Regions from separate parts of the Mus musculus genome. Here region 1 is linked to region 2. The links are chromatin contacts, called in public Hi-C maps. All regions are on one chromosome and are shown on one strand. Each heading gives the region's core, a stretch centred on a gene start, on an enhancer-like site or on the middle of the called end of the contact. The rest is flanking DNA. Distances are from core to core; before and after follow the strand shown.

Region 1 (4,404 bases), core at 900-3,399, 60 kb after region 2:
ATACTATAAAAATCCAATGGAGTCTATATTTGATGCTTTGAACAGGATACATTCACACATTTAAGTTTAGCCTGTTGTTTGGCAACTTTCTACAAGCTACCCTTGAATTTTAGTGAATGAGTTCAGGTAGAAGAATTATTAATCTGAAAAAAAAATAGACTTTTAGAAAAAGAGCAGTAGGTTTTGAGGAACTTTAGCCATTTTGCTGCAAAATTCAGTCACCTACCACACCAGCAAAAACAATTTTAGCATTCCCTGCAGCCTCTCTTTTTGGACATGGCTTTGGAAACAAAGGTTAAGCACCACAAAGCATTTTGTATGAAAGGTGGCCAAATATGTCAGAATCAGAGAATCCCTCCTGGGCGGCAAGATGAACCTTTCAAATCAAGAATAAGGTGTTTCCTCCTACATCAATCCAGGTTGGTAGACACTTTGTCAGTAACACACTGGGAGGAGGGGCATCCTGAAAACAATGAAGTGTTGTACTAACAACATAGCTCAAAACAAATACACAAAATAAAGTTTTGCATTTTCATAAAACTTGATAGCAATAGTATTTCAAATTCTACACAGTTACCAAAAACTCAAAATAGTTTCCTGGACATCTCCAGCCACTCAGCTTTCAGTGCTGTTCAGGGTCTTTGCAGGCTCAGGCTCCAGGATAGGAGGAGCAAGTTCAGCAGATAACTTCTCAGATGCAAATCTCCTGCATCCCAACTTGGAGTTTTGTCTCCTGTAACATTCCCTGCAGCCTCTCATTTGGGGCATGGGTCTGGATGCAAAGGTGAAGTGTTGAGTTTGAGGATGCAGTAGCCTCTGGCTTTGGATAGTCTCCTTTCTTTAGTGGTGACACACCTGGGGGGTTTTCATATGTCACTTCTTTGGTTCTTTAGGTATAAAGAAGTATACTTAGGTGTGAATAAGTTATATTAACTGGCAATGAAGTCTTAGTATTACTTACACATTATATGGTAGACAACTCTGAGAAGTATTCTTGACTCACTCATGCTTGAGACAGGTTACACATTGAAATGAGAGGACACAAAGAAATGTGTGTGGTGGTCAACTAGGACTCGATACAGATTGATTCCAGTTTTTCAATCTGAAGGTTGGAATTGAATGCAGTTTCTTAAATTAACTTAGATAAGGACGTTGCATGAAGTACAGCATGATTTATTAAATTTTAGTTCCATTAATTAAACTTTTACTTCAATTGCCAGTGTGATAAAATGTTTTTTCATTTTACAAGAAAAATCTTGGATGACATGAAATTAGATTAAGCACATCAAATGCCTTTTCTTTCTTTCTTTCTTTCTTTCTTTCTTTCTTTTTCTTCTTTTTTTTTTTTTTACCTATTACGTATGTTAGTTAATAAAGTCACTGAACACCGATTATGATACAGACATTATTTCATATGATTAACTGTTTAACTAATTAACTATGCCCATTGCACACTCCTCACCTTCCATAGACTTCTGGTACAAGTTTAAGAGGGTTTCTTTTTAATGAGTTGACTTTGCAATTAGCAGTATAAAGTGCACATTCCTAGAGGGAATCTGAGCTTCCTAAAAACTCCTGAAAATAACGTCAGCGTTAACTCTTTGCCTGCCTGGTTTGTTTTCAGCAAGATACAGAAAGTTTTATCTCAAGACAGGGATAGGTGGGGCAGCTGATAGAGAAGTGGGAAGAAAGGAAGACTTGGGCTTCTGACTGTGAGATGGTACTTCTTTGTAGACACAGGACTGGCTGGATAGGGAAGGCTAATACACAAAAGGCTACTTCCGGCTCAAATTTCTTTACCAAGTTTCTTTCAGCCGAACTTTTCTTTTTTTTGTTCTTTTTTTCTTTTCTTTCTGTCATTTTGGCGGCGTGGTGGTGGGTGGGTGGGTGGGTGGGTGGTGCTGGTGGCGGTGGTGGTGCACAACCATTCTAGGAAGTAGGGTGTATGCGCCCCGGGATGCAAAGAACGTCCCCAAGCTTCCGATTCCCATTCTCGCATCTGGGGCATGTCTGCAGCTGGACAGGCCCGGCTGGAGGCTGCAGGGGACGCCTCCACCTTCCCACCCGGGACGTCCTGAACCGCCGCCACAACAACAGGCTCGCGCGAGACAAAGGGGCTGGCGCAGGGCGGCGCGCGGGGCCAGGGGGCGTGGGGAGGCAAGGGAGCAGCGCGGTGGGAGCCGGGTGGAGACCTCCAGCCAGGCCTCCAGACTCAGTACAGCCTTTGACCCTCGCCCCCACGCCGCTCCCCTGCAGGCGGCGCCCCTGGATCTGCTGCCCCGGCCACTGATCGCTCCTTTCGGTCCTGAGCACCGAGCAGGGCGCAGCACTCCCCGCGCCGGCGGCATGGCGGTGTCCTGGAGGAGCTGGCTGGCCAACGAAGGGGTTAAACACCTCTGCCTGGTAGGATGGAGGGCCAAGCTGGCCTGACAGACAGTCTATCTATGCTGCAGCCAGTTTGATTCATTCTCAGAATGTGTACTGGTGGGATGAGAGAATTGGAAGTTTGGGGGTTTAGTTTTCTGACTTTCTCACCTAACCATGACTTTATGCATTCCTGGAAATACTTCCTGCTCAATGCAAGGGAGCTTTAGTACAGATTGATGAGGAGCCAATGCAGAGGAAAGGGGAGCTAAGGGAGCTTTTAAAACACTCATTTCCTATGCTCTTCCAATTGCTTCCCTATATTGGGCATCCCATGCGCCATGATAATGATACTACTTTCTTACTCTCAGTTTGCAATAGAGTTGGGGAAGTAAGGTGTAGCTGATTAAGTGATCTATTAGCCACCAACCTTTATTTCAGTGCAGGGTCTGGGTAAGGCCAAGTGAGGTGTCCTCAGAGCAGCTTTTCCACTTACTGACTGAGCATGCTTTCTGCTTTCTGAAATTGCATGTACCCAGGTGAGTCTTGTGTGTGGCTTCTATCAGATGATTATTTTTCTTTTTTTTTTAACTTTGTTTTTTTCTTTCTCTTTGACTGGTCTAGCTCATTTGGCTGTCCCTAAACGTTCTACTTTTCTGGAAAACCTTCCTGCTGTACAACCAAGGGCCAGAATACTACTACATTCACCAAATGTTGGGCGTAAGTGAATCTGGGATGACCTGGTAGAGTGGGTTTAAGGCAACAAACTACTACAGGATTTTGTCAGTACACCCATTTCTCATAGTAATATTTGCTGTCAACTTAAAAAACATGTGTTTCTTTGAGCAGTCAAGCTTCTTGAGTTTGGCCCTTTAAGGAGCAAGGGTAGTAGTATCTGTTAAATTGAGGTAAATGAACCTGTCAGACCAGGCTATCAGAGTCTGAGGGAAGTTGCTGGCTTCTGCTTCTTCTTCTTCTTCTTCTTCTTCTTCTTCTTCTTCTTCTTCTTCTTCTTCTTCTTCTTCTTCTTCTTCTTCTTCTTCTTCTTCTTCTTCTTCTTCTTCTTCTCCTTTTTTTCCCCCCCAAGCTGCACCAGTGAGCAAGCCCTGAAGAGTTTGCTTCTCTCAGAGGACCAGCTGATGACAGACTGTTAGTCTAGACTTATCAAGGCTCTCTGCCTTCCCACAAGTCTGTCCAGAGGATGTCAGCACTGGTTTTCTTTTACTGACAGTTCTCACAAAGTGAGCTGTTATTTATTTCTAAGTAGCCTTGGCTGGTTGCCATAGGTTATTGGCCGGGTCTGGTTCTGGTCTGAGGACAGAATCAAACAAACTCTGTCCTGGTTTATTTCATGTTGATATTTCTCTTTGTTCTGTTTCTCATCTCATCTTCTAATTCTATCTCTACCTTACTAGATCCTATAAATGGCAGGGTCCTCCAGGATATCTTACTTTGTACCAGGAGACTGAATTCTCCTAAGCAACCACACAAAGTATAAAAGGTGTTATACAATTGTAGATTTATCATCACTGGAGAGGAAAACATATTCTAAAGAGGACACTTATTGCTTTTTTTTCATAAAATTGTAACTATTTAAAATCACTTCAGTTGAATTCAGTGCAACTAGCTTCACTTTCATGATTGGAGGACATAGGTTTATCTTTTAATCTTAGTTCTCTGTGTAGTGATTAGGACATATCAAGTCTGCAGTAAGTTGCAGCTGAATTAATTGATATTTTTGAAACAGATTACTGTATTAAAGCTCTTGATTGTGACATCTTCTTAACATTTAACACCACTAGCTTTAACTATTGGGGTCAGAAACATTGTTTCAGAAAAGAAAAAAGAGACCCCCTCCCTTATTGAAGATTCTGAAATTAATATGCTTGTCCTTTCTCATCTATCTAAATTTGGTCTATTTATCTAGAACTGTTCTTTACATTGCTTTCTAAATAGTCCCAGAGAATAAAGTATTTACTATTTTTCAAGTGCCTTACACTCTGATGCAAAACAGCAACCAAAACCCACAAGCAAACAAAC
Region 2 (4,085 bases), core at 827-3,326:
AGCATCTGTATCAGGTTGATAGGCCTGTCACTAATCTCTAAGGAATGTTTCTTAATGGTGTTTAAAATTATTATACAAAGTTATGCAAGGGCATTTCATGCAAACACATAGTACAGAGAATAAGTTGAACATATTCCCCAGCCTTTATCCTATTTTCGATCCCACTTTGTTCCCTAGAGAGCTTTGCTCCTAATTTCAAGTCATCTGCTTATAAATGATTTTATATATCTATAAAGTTAAGGCCTTTCAAATGAAAGACATCATATTTCCTTACTGTAACTGACTTAATTTGCTTAATAACATCATGTCCTTACACTGGAAACTTTTGCCAATTAGTAGCATTCACTCCCTCCTAGACAATGTAGTCCTTGTACCTAAGGAACAACTGAAGAGAAAGTTTAAAAAAGAATGTTTCCATTTAGAGAAAGAAGAGTTGTCTCTTGTGGCTACACACTAGGGCTATAAGATTACTTGTCCCCAGCTCAGACCTGGAAAGATGGCTCAGTCATGAAGAGCAATGGCTGCTCTTTCAAAGAATGAGCTTTTATTTTCAGCAAAGACTCTAACGCCAGTTCCAGGGAATTGGACACCCTCTCCTAGACTCTGCAGACACTAGATAAGAATAAAAGTGGTGCTCAGACTTGCATTCAGGTACAATGTCCAAACTTATCTCATAAATAAAACAAAATAAACTTACTTCCAAATACAGAGAGCCAGATCCATGACTAGTTTGGATTCTAGCACTGAGGAAAAGAATAAACAGAACTTATCATTAATACCCTGGGACATTTCTGGAACAGAAGCTATCGCAAATTTCAGTTTCAGAACTTAAAACTTTCTTTTGACTTTCCCCTATCTTTCACGGGCCATATGAAGTAGAATTTCCTTGAGTTTAAAAGCAGTAAGGTCAGTTGTTTCTCCCTCATGTGTTTTTGCTTTTATTCCTGATTAAGACAATTGAGATCATACTCTGCTCTCATTGCTCATTACCCCATGAAATGATACTGTTAATCCCACTGGGAAACAATGAGAGCACTTCCACAATTTTGAGTCAAAATTCAAACAAGCTTTATTTAAATACTATCCAGGATGATAGACTCTGGTCAGGCTCATTCTGGGAATCTCAGAAAACAGTGAGTAACATTTTGCAAAGGGTTATTTATAAAGGCAAACCCATAAATATATCTGTTTCCCATTAGGTCTAATCAAGGATAACCATATATCCTGACATACTTTCTGCCTGCACACCTCCCACCTACATCCAATTGTGGGGCAGGCATACATCCTGATGTATTTCCTGTTCCCATCTACACGCCATCAAGCACAGTCAGTGCAGTTGAGTAAAATGAACTTTTTTAAGGAAGCAAAAACACGTGTGTTGCTATCTCCCATAAACAATAGCCTCCAGCGTCTCAGGAAGTATCTGTCCCTGGGTAAGGGCTTTACAAGTTAAAGGTGTTCAAGGGGCTTACAAGTAAGAGGTGTTTTGCTTTATGGATCTCGAGACACAGTAATTAAAACTTAAAACATAACTTTGGCTTTTACCTTCCTACCCCAGAGTTGTAGCTTTCTTTCAGCATCTTTAGTGGATACTGAGAAAGAGTTCTGAGAATATAAAATGTCACTTGAATATTTTAAGGGCCAATCAACCAGATCAGTCTCAAAAATTCCATAGACAGATTGGGGGGGGGGAAGAGAGAGACAGAGACAGAGAGAGAGACAGAGAGAGAGAGAGAGACAGAGAGAGAGAGAGAGAGAGAGAGAGAGAGAGAGAGAGTTTAGGTTCCTTGTACTTTTAAAATTGTGTCAGTATCTAGCAGTTGCTTCTGTATTGTTGACAGAAAGGAAGCAAAGGATCAGAGAATATGATAAGTGTTTATTGGATGCTATTTACTTCTCAGTAATATGCCAGTAATGTGGCAGGAATTGAAAACAAGAAGTCTTCCAGGAGAGAATTTTTTGGAGATGTAATTAATTGACCTGGCTTGCATTTTTTCTTTCCCAGAGAAGCAGTTGTCAGCTAAGTGCTTCCAGCACAGCCCTGGCAGTAATTATTATTCAGGTTCATTCTGCAAAGTCATCTTCACTTAAGAATTCTACCATTCACCACTAAAAACATTCACAGGCAAGACTTTCCTGTACTCACATATCCTGTTATTTAGACTCAAAATTAAGAAGAAAATGTAGCTGACAATTATGGTAGATGTTTATTTTCAGAAATAAATTTTCTCCTTTTAGTTATATTGGGCTTAGGGTTCTTTTTCAATTCAATCTTTGTTACTGACATGAAAAGCTGTTATGTTAAATGCGCCAGCATAAGCAAGTCATTATTCCATAGTGAACTATAGAGAGCTGCTGGTTGTCATGGTAATGTGACTGCACATATGAAGTCAGTATTGTGGACATCACATTTCCATTAAAATACCATGCACACTTGCATGAACTCTTGCCCAGAACATTTTTTGCTGGGGTTGCTCTCCTCTGCCACATCCCATCCCCATGCAAAGTGATCTCGTATTCTGAGCATAGTTTGTCAGAGTTCACTACATCTATTATTGATCTGTCTCAGGTGGATGTTGAAGTGCATTCACAGGGTAACATAAAAAATAGAGATAAGTAGTTAACCCTGCCAATTACTTTCAATTTGAAGTGAGTAAACCCTCCCACATCTTCTCATAAATAATTTGATTTATTTTGTTTTTATTCCTTAAAATAACCTCCCACTAGATTTTGAATGTTTTATTGCTCTTGAAGATATTGGGTTTTAGAGAAGTAAGGATATGAGGACCAGAGTTTATATACCCATCACCTGGCTATGAACACTTGCAATCCAAGTCACAAGGTCAAAGAGCCAAGCCCTTGTGTCCAACCTGTACAATCAGTCATGTCCAGATTTACTTAGAGACCTTGTCTCAAAAATTGCACTAGAAGATGAAAATGTTCACTTCTGGTTTACATTCACAATTTTATGGAGACAGCCACATACACGAATATGCACACACATACCCACATACAACAAGATGTAGGGTTTTAAGATTTCATGTTTTCTTTGCTCTTACATCTTATTCTCAGGATACTTTTTGTTTCCTTTGACTTAACACTATTATTTTCATGGATCTGTTTGATTTTTTGTTTGAATCAGTAAATAAAAATACACATAACTGAGGTTGGTGGCAAAAACTTTAAACCTAGCTCTCACAAGGCACACACATAAAGTTAGAAAATTGTCAAATTGAAGACTTAGATATATAGCAAGACTCTCAATATTTTTCATCATGAATACATCATGTGATATAGTGATATAGTGAAGACTGAAACTTACACACTCAAAGATTTATTGGTTAAAGTATAAGTCCTGAATGACTATCTTTTTCTTGATCAAATGGCATGAATTATCTTAACAAGGTTTTGTAACACATAAGTTATTTTTTGACTCTTCTATATTAGTAAATTGTACTCACTTATTTTTGTTTCAATTTCATTGCATAAACATCGTTTCATTGATTTAAAAGATTAAATATATGAACCAAATGTTAGGAACTCTCTCAGCATTTAATATGTAGGTAATAATGTCATGGAGTATGGAAAATATATAGAAGTTTTTGGTGACTAAAAGCAGATACGAACATGATCATGATGGAGAGAGAGAGAGAGAGAGAGAGAGAGAGAGAGAGAGAGAGAGAGAGAGAGAGACAGAGAGAGAGAGAGAGAGAGAGAGAGAGAGAGAGAATGAATACAGGAACAATTACTAGTTGGAAGATCATATAAAGGCTCTATATAGTGCCTCATTACATTTCCACATATGGCTCTGATGCTCATCTTTCGTCTTAGTGTGACTTTTGCATCACTAATTCCATCTGAACATCTGCAGGATGCACATCTATCCAAGGACACTTTTTAATGAAATTTTGTATACAAATAATAGAAAATACAATGGTAGTAAACAACATTAAATGTATATTTATACAATTATAGAGATAAATGCCAATAAAAATAGAGAAAATGGAATTACCTACCTCTTTGGAAAAGTCTCAAGGTTAGAAAATGTTACTTGGACTGGAAATCATAGTTTACTACTATAGATC

What was found. A called contact is a pair of places that touch in the nucleus more often than the background predicts.
Region 1: a Hi-C map of cortical neurons shows a contact between it and region 2, with 1.8 times the contacts expected there. The contact joins the promoter of Nox4 here to the enhancer-like site in region 2. A contact is called at or near these places in 1 of 484 Hi-C or Micro-C datasets (cortical neurons) and 2 of 9 other capture datasets (adipose tissue and liver).

Annotation. Positions count from the first base shown.
Region 1 is chr7:87,244,500-87,248,903 of GRCm38.p6, forward strand. Nox4 (NADPH oxidase 4) reads left to right here and starts at 2,150. Exons shown (of 18, transcript NM_015760.5): 1 at 2,150-2,403; 2 at 2,989-3,084. The coding sequence starts at 2,347.
Region 2 is chr7:87,184,570-87,188,654 of GRCm38.p6, forward strand. No RefSeq gene overlaps it. Among named protein-coding and RNA genes, the nearest start is that of Nox4, 60 kb to the right of the region's middle. Within about 2 kb of position 2,077, at least 14 of the 459 cell types and tissues checked have an H3K27ac peak or open chromatin away from gene starts, as enhancers often do. A contact at or near this core is called in cortical neurons, where this site is marked.